2 separate regions of the Xenopus tropicalis genome follow, and region 1 is linked to region 2. Evidence: chromatin contacts called from public Hi-C data. All regions are on one chromosome and are shown on one strand. Each heading gives the region's core, a stretch centred on a gene start, on an enhancer-like site or on the middle of the called end of the contact. The rest is flanking DNA. Distances are from core to core; before and after follow the strand shown. Region 1 holds the start of rassf2 (Ras association domain family member 2). Region 2 overlaps slc23a2 (solute carrier family 23 (ascorbic acid transporter), member 2).

Region 1 (2,700 bases), core at 172-2,671, 55 kb after region 2:
TACACAGGGAGTAATTATTAGAGAATGCCGGCGCACAAATGTACAGCAGATGAGACAAGGAAGGGGGTGAGTAGATTTCAGACCTTGCCCCCAGGCCCACGTATGTGGGTACTAAGACACAGTAGCAGGGCAGGGGGTGGCACTGAGAGTGGGAATGCCCCAAGGTGCCAGTGCTACATGGCTACTTACATACATGTACATGGGGTTATGTTCTGTTCCCCTCCTACTCATTACATGCAGGCTGCATGGCTAATTACTCATAACTACACTGCTTTGTGTGAGACCATGCATGTAAGTGAATGTATAGGCAGGGTTGCCTCACCCCTTTCATACCAGCCACATGTTAAATCCACACCCAGCATGGCTAATTAGAAATGAATGTAATTGCATGCTGCAGACTAAACTGATTAATGTGTAGCCATGCAGAATACATCTGAATTAATTGCTAATTAGCCGTATAGGATGTGGATGTGCCCAGTCAGGTGGCAACCCTATAGAACTTAATCAGCCCTTTAATTGCACAGAGATATAATAACTAGAGCAGTTTGCCTACATTTCTGTTAGGGCTGTGACCCAGTGTTTTCTGTGTGTATTTATTAACTGGATGTGCCCATAGCGTTACTGCCCAGCCCTACAGTCACCCTATGGCGTTAGTGTATAACCCAATAAGCACCATGGGGTGCCTCTCCCCATAAACAGTGCCAGGCTGCTTCCATCTTGCCCCTGCGCTGACAGTCCATGCCAAGTCTAGCTCTATAACGCGGGCCCATGTATGGAGCCGAGCCCTGTATTACTCGGGGCCCATGTATGGAGCCGAGCCCTGTATTACTCGGGGCCCATGTATGGAGCCGAGCCCTGTATTACTCGGGGCCCATGTATGGAGCCGAGCCCTGTATTACTCGGGGCCCATGTATGGAGCCGAGCCCTGTATTACTCGGGGCCCATGTATGGAGCCGAGCCCTGTATTACTCGGGGCCCATGTATGGAGCCGAGCCCTGTATTACTCGGGGCCCATGTATGGAGCCGAGCCCTGTATTACTCGGGGCCCAAGCGTCAGGGCTGTTTGTGCAAGTTTCCCACGTCCCACAGAGGTTACAAAGCCTCTCCCCTCCCCAGAAACCCCCCGTTCCCCGCACAGGCATGAGGAAGAAGCCGCTCTGTCAGACAGATGCTGGGAGGGCACAACCCCCCCTCCCTGTGTGAGCATTGTCTGTGCGAGGCAGCCAATAGGGGAGTCTCTGGCCAATGGGGCTCCGGCCCCCACAGCACCGCGCACTGCTATTGGCCAGAGGGGAGAGCCAGAGAGGCACAGCTGCTCCATGCACAGCGCACACTTCCCGCTACTGATAGGCAGAAGGCTGGGAGCCTATAGCATTGGCATTAGCAGCACCCTGCAAGGATCTATACGGGCAGAGCCCTCCCTGGCACAGGGACAGGGTGAGTACATCCCGCTGCCCCTTTACTATGCATCCGCCTGCTCTTGGTATATACTGGGCTCTGTACCCCTATCTCCCTGTATTTCATTTCCCTCCAAATATGCCTATTTTTGACCATCTCTGACTCCAATTGGAATGTGCAACCTCCTGCACTTGCTTGAACTGCAACTTTCAACACACACTGAGAGCCGTGGATGCTGTTAGTCGCAGTTGCACCAACAGCTGGAGGATCGCACGTCGGAGCACCTTGCAGCCTGAAGCATAGATTGGAAGCACGTTGTGACTGCATTGTGTTCATAAGTATTTCCAAGGTGTTCCTATTATTTCTCCCCTGCTATAGGGAATGTGATGCTTGTTGTAAGAGAGAAAGCCAAGCTGTGTCCCAGGCTGTCAGTGGGATGCTGGGAGTTGTAGTACAGCCACTAACTGTGTGGGACAGGTGTGTGCAGGGACTTGAGCTTTGATGAATATTTCTCCTGCCATGTAGATCAGCCACATCCAGCAACTTACTGGTTAAGTTCATCCCAGCGAACAGTGTGTTTATTTGTCTAAATACATGGAGAAAGAAAGAAATGGAATTTGAGGAATGAATCCAAATGATTTTTACAGAAAGGAGTCACAAGACAGGAGCTTTGGAAGTGCAGTAGCATGTAGGGGTGGCTCTGAGTTAGTAAGGGACCAGAAAGATATGGGGCAGATTATCCAATGGTGCAACCAGAGCAAACAAGTGAATTGGAGACCTAGACAGGCCCCCCCACATTCAGCCACCCTAAAGTCATGATAAGTGGGACATCTGGGGAGAGAAAAGCAAATGAAACTCTGACGAACTTTTTCTGCTGTTGTTCACTTGCCCTTTAGAAATCATATGAGGATGTCAGCTCTGTGTAGCACAGGCAAGGGAGGTGTTCTGGGGTTAAAGGGAATGTATCACATTGTGTTTGTGTTTAACTGATTTTTGCCACGTCAGTGCTAATATCAAATGAAATGTAGTTACATCAAATTCCTACTTTTGTGTTGGAGGAAGATACAAATGTCACCTTAAAATTGGTTCCCCCCACCAGAGCTTTGGGCTTATAGACCTCACACTGTGGATGGGGAAAACAATAGATTTTTTTCTGAAATACTGAGATATGCCCCCTCTCAAGTGTTCTGGCCCCACAAGCAGGAGGGAGGTTGCAGCGCAGCAGCCATGTTGGGGCTAATGGGGCACAGCCATGCGCATAATAATACACTGCCCCAGGGTGCTCCTTATGCACGTGGTGTA
Region 2 (2,755 bases), core at 199-2,698:
GCTTCTGTACCAGCCCAAGGCAATCCCAGCCCTTTAGCAGGGAAGATCTGTGCCCCCAGTAGCCCCCCATCTTCTTTTCTGCTGATTCCCTGCCCATGCTCTGTGCTGCTGTCACTTACCTGAGCTTAGGGACCCACTCGCAATATACTGTGTATATAGAATATAAATGTCACAATTTAAGCATCAGCTTAAATCAGCGTTTTTCAACCACTGTTCCGTGGCACACTAGTGTGCCGCGAGATGTTGCCTGGTGTGCCGTAGGCAGGGCACCAATGTACTAGGGGGGCACTGCTCTTGGCACCAATGTACTAGGGGGGCACTGCTGCTGGGCACCAATGTACTAGGGGGGCACTGCTCTTGGCACCAATGTACTAGGGGGCACTGCTGCTGGGCACCAATGTACTAGGGGGGCACTGCTCTTGGCACCAATGTACTAGGGGGCACTGCTGCTGGGCACCAATGTACTAGGGGGGCACTGCTCTTGGCACCAATGTACTAGGGGGCACTGCTGCTGGGCACCAATGTACTAGGGGGGCACTGCTCTTGGCACCAATGTACTAGGGGGCACTGCTGCTGGGCTCCAATGTACTAGGGGGGCACTGCTCTTGGCACCAATGTACTAGGGGGCACTGCTGCTGGGCACCAATGTACTAGGGGGGCACTGCTGCTGGGCACAGAGTTAAATTTTTTAACATTTTCTAATGGTGGTGTGCCTCGTGATTTTTTTCATGAAACAAGTGTGCCTTTGCCCAAAAAAGGTTGAAAAACACTGGCTTAAATAACAGGCTGACATAATTTTCTGCTTGATAATTTGCGACGCCCCCTAAGTTTAGCTTCTCAGCAGCTCCTCAGAGGCCACTGAGCCATATTAATTTTTAGGGTTTAGTTCTCCTTTGAGAGAAAGGTTATTCTCCTGACACCACTCTGCCAGGAGTCTGAGCTCTTCTCTGTAGGCCATTTCATCGTTATTAGTGATTAGTCCCACAATGGTCGTCAGCAAATTCAATGATGGTATTAGCTTGTGTCTGGACATACAATCATGTGTGAACAGAGAAGACAGCATCAGGCTCAAAATATTTCCTTGGTGTACCGGTATTAAGAAACAGTTTATTTAACCAACCCATGCATGCTGTGGTCTATTTGTGAGAAAATCCAGGAACCAGACCCAACAGCTTTTGAATCAATTCTGTAGGAATAATAACTGTGTTAGATGCAGAACTATAATCCGCAAATAACATCCTGTCATAACAGTCTTTATTGTCCAAATGAGCTAGAATTGTATGAAGCATATGTGAAATTGCGTCCTCAGTAGATCTGATTATGGCGGCATGCAAACTGCAGAGGAATTAAAGTTTTAACATCAATCTTTCAAAGCACTTCATTACGATAGAAGTTTGTGCTAAAAGGTGATAAAGCAGGCCGCTTTATTTGTTTTAGCAGCAGGAACAGTGATAGTATTTGTAAACCAAATAGGAACAATTAAGCTCTGCAAAGAGATGTTAAATATATCAGCATAAACAGTAGACAGTTGTTCACTGCATACCTCCTGAACTGACACTGTTAAGGTGGCCATACACACACAGATAATAGCGTACGAAACCTCGTTTCGTACGATATTTGGTGCGTGTATGGTATGTCGGCGAGTCGACCGATATCGCAGGAAGCTGCTGATATCGGCCGACTCGCCCAGTTTGAAAATTTTGATCGGGCGCCATAGAAGGCGCCTGACCAAAATCTCCCTTCAGCGCTGAATCGGCAGAAGGAGGTAGAAATCCTATTGTTTCTACCTCCTTACCTGCCGATTCAGCCCTGAATGGTGTGTGGCGGATCTGACGATGTTTCGTGCGACCGATGGTCGCACGAAACATCGTCAGATCGCCACGTGTATGGCCAGCTTTAGGGTGAAGACACACAGAGTTACTAGCAGGGCTGTGGAGTCGGTAGATAAATTTTCCGACTCCGACTCCTCAGTTTCTGATACTTCCGAATCCACGACTCCGACTCCTCTGTTTTTAATATTCTAATGTATTTTATACATCCAGGAAGGGGCAGGGGGGAAGTGGCACTTAAAACACAACTGAACTGATAATAAACTGATAGACAATTTTATCTATACTCCTACTCCTAATGATTTCCCTAGAATCCCATAGGCATGTTTAAAGTTTAAGCTAACATTACAGCTGAATTACAGCAGTTTTTCAAATGTTTTAAAGCTTCAGTCTTAAAGGGGACCTGTCACTCTAGGAAATAATTCGTTTCTTTTCTATTGTGTTTGTTAAGCAAAACTGACTTTATCAACTATATAAATCATATAAATCTTGTTAATAATCACAGCCAGCAGGCAGCTGCCATTTTGTGGGCACTGTTATTAAGGCAAGCTTTGTATCGTCCCAAAATCTTGTGTATGTGCCAGAATGGGGGGACCTGATGCCCATGCCCTTGCACTGGCTACACAATTAGACGGTGAGAAGATAGGGGGAATGTGAGTGAGTCGGAGTCGGTTCATTTTTTGCCGACTCCAACTCCAGGTACCCAAAATTGCCTTTGACTCCGACTTCACAGCCCTGGTTACTAGTAGTAGCTACTTGTTTTACTTCATTTACTGATAACTCTTTGAATGTGTGTTTCAGCAGAGGCAATTCTCAGCATTGTCTATGGCAGGGTATTTTTTGGCATTTAGTAGCTGTGATAAAGTAGCTGCTACGAGTTGCTCTGTGTGCCTTCACCCTTAAGAAAGGTTGGGAACTCCTCAGCC

The links. A called contact is a pair of places that touch in the nucleus more often than the background predicts.
Region 1: a contact with region 2 is called in a Hi-C map of tailbud embryo, with 1.7 times the contacts expected there. The contact joins the promoter of rassf2 here to the enhancer-like site in region 2. A contact is called at or near these places in 4 of 5 Hi-C or Micro-C datasets (gastrula embryo, liver, neurula embryo and 1 more).

The regions. Positions count from the first base shown.
Region 1 is chr3:123,118,344-123,121,043 of UCB_Xtro_10.0, forward strand. rassf2 (Ras association domain family member 2) reads left to right here and starts at 1,422. Exons shown (of 12, transcript NM_001015703.1): 1 at 1,422-1,437.
Region 2 is chr3:123,062,978-123,065,732 of UCB_Xtro_10.0, forward strand. The region is part of intron 1 of slc23a2 (solute carrier family 23 (ascorbic acid transporter), member 2); the gene reads left to right. Among named protein-coding and RNA genes, the nearest start is that of slc23a2, 14 kb to the left of the region's middle. Within about 2 kb of position 1,449, at least 2 of the 11 cell types and tissues checked have an H3K27ac peak or open chromatin away from gene starts, as enhancers often do. A contact at or near this core is called in gastrula embryo, where this site is marked.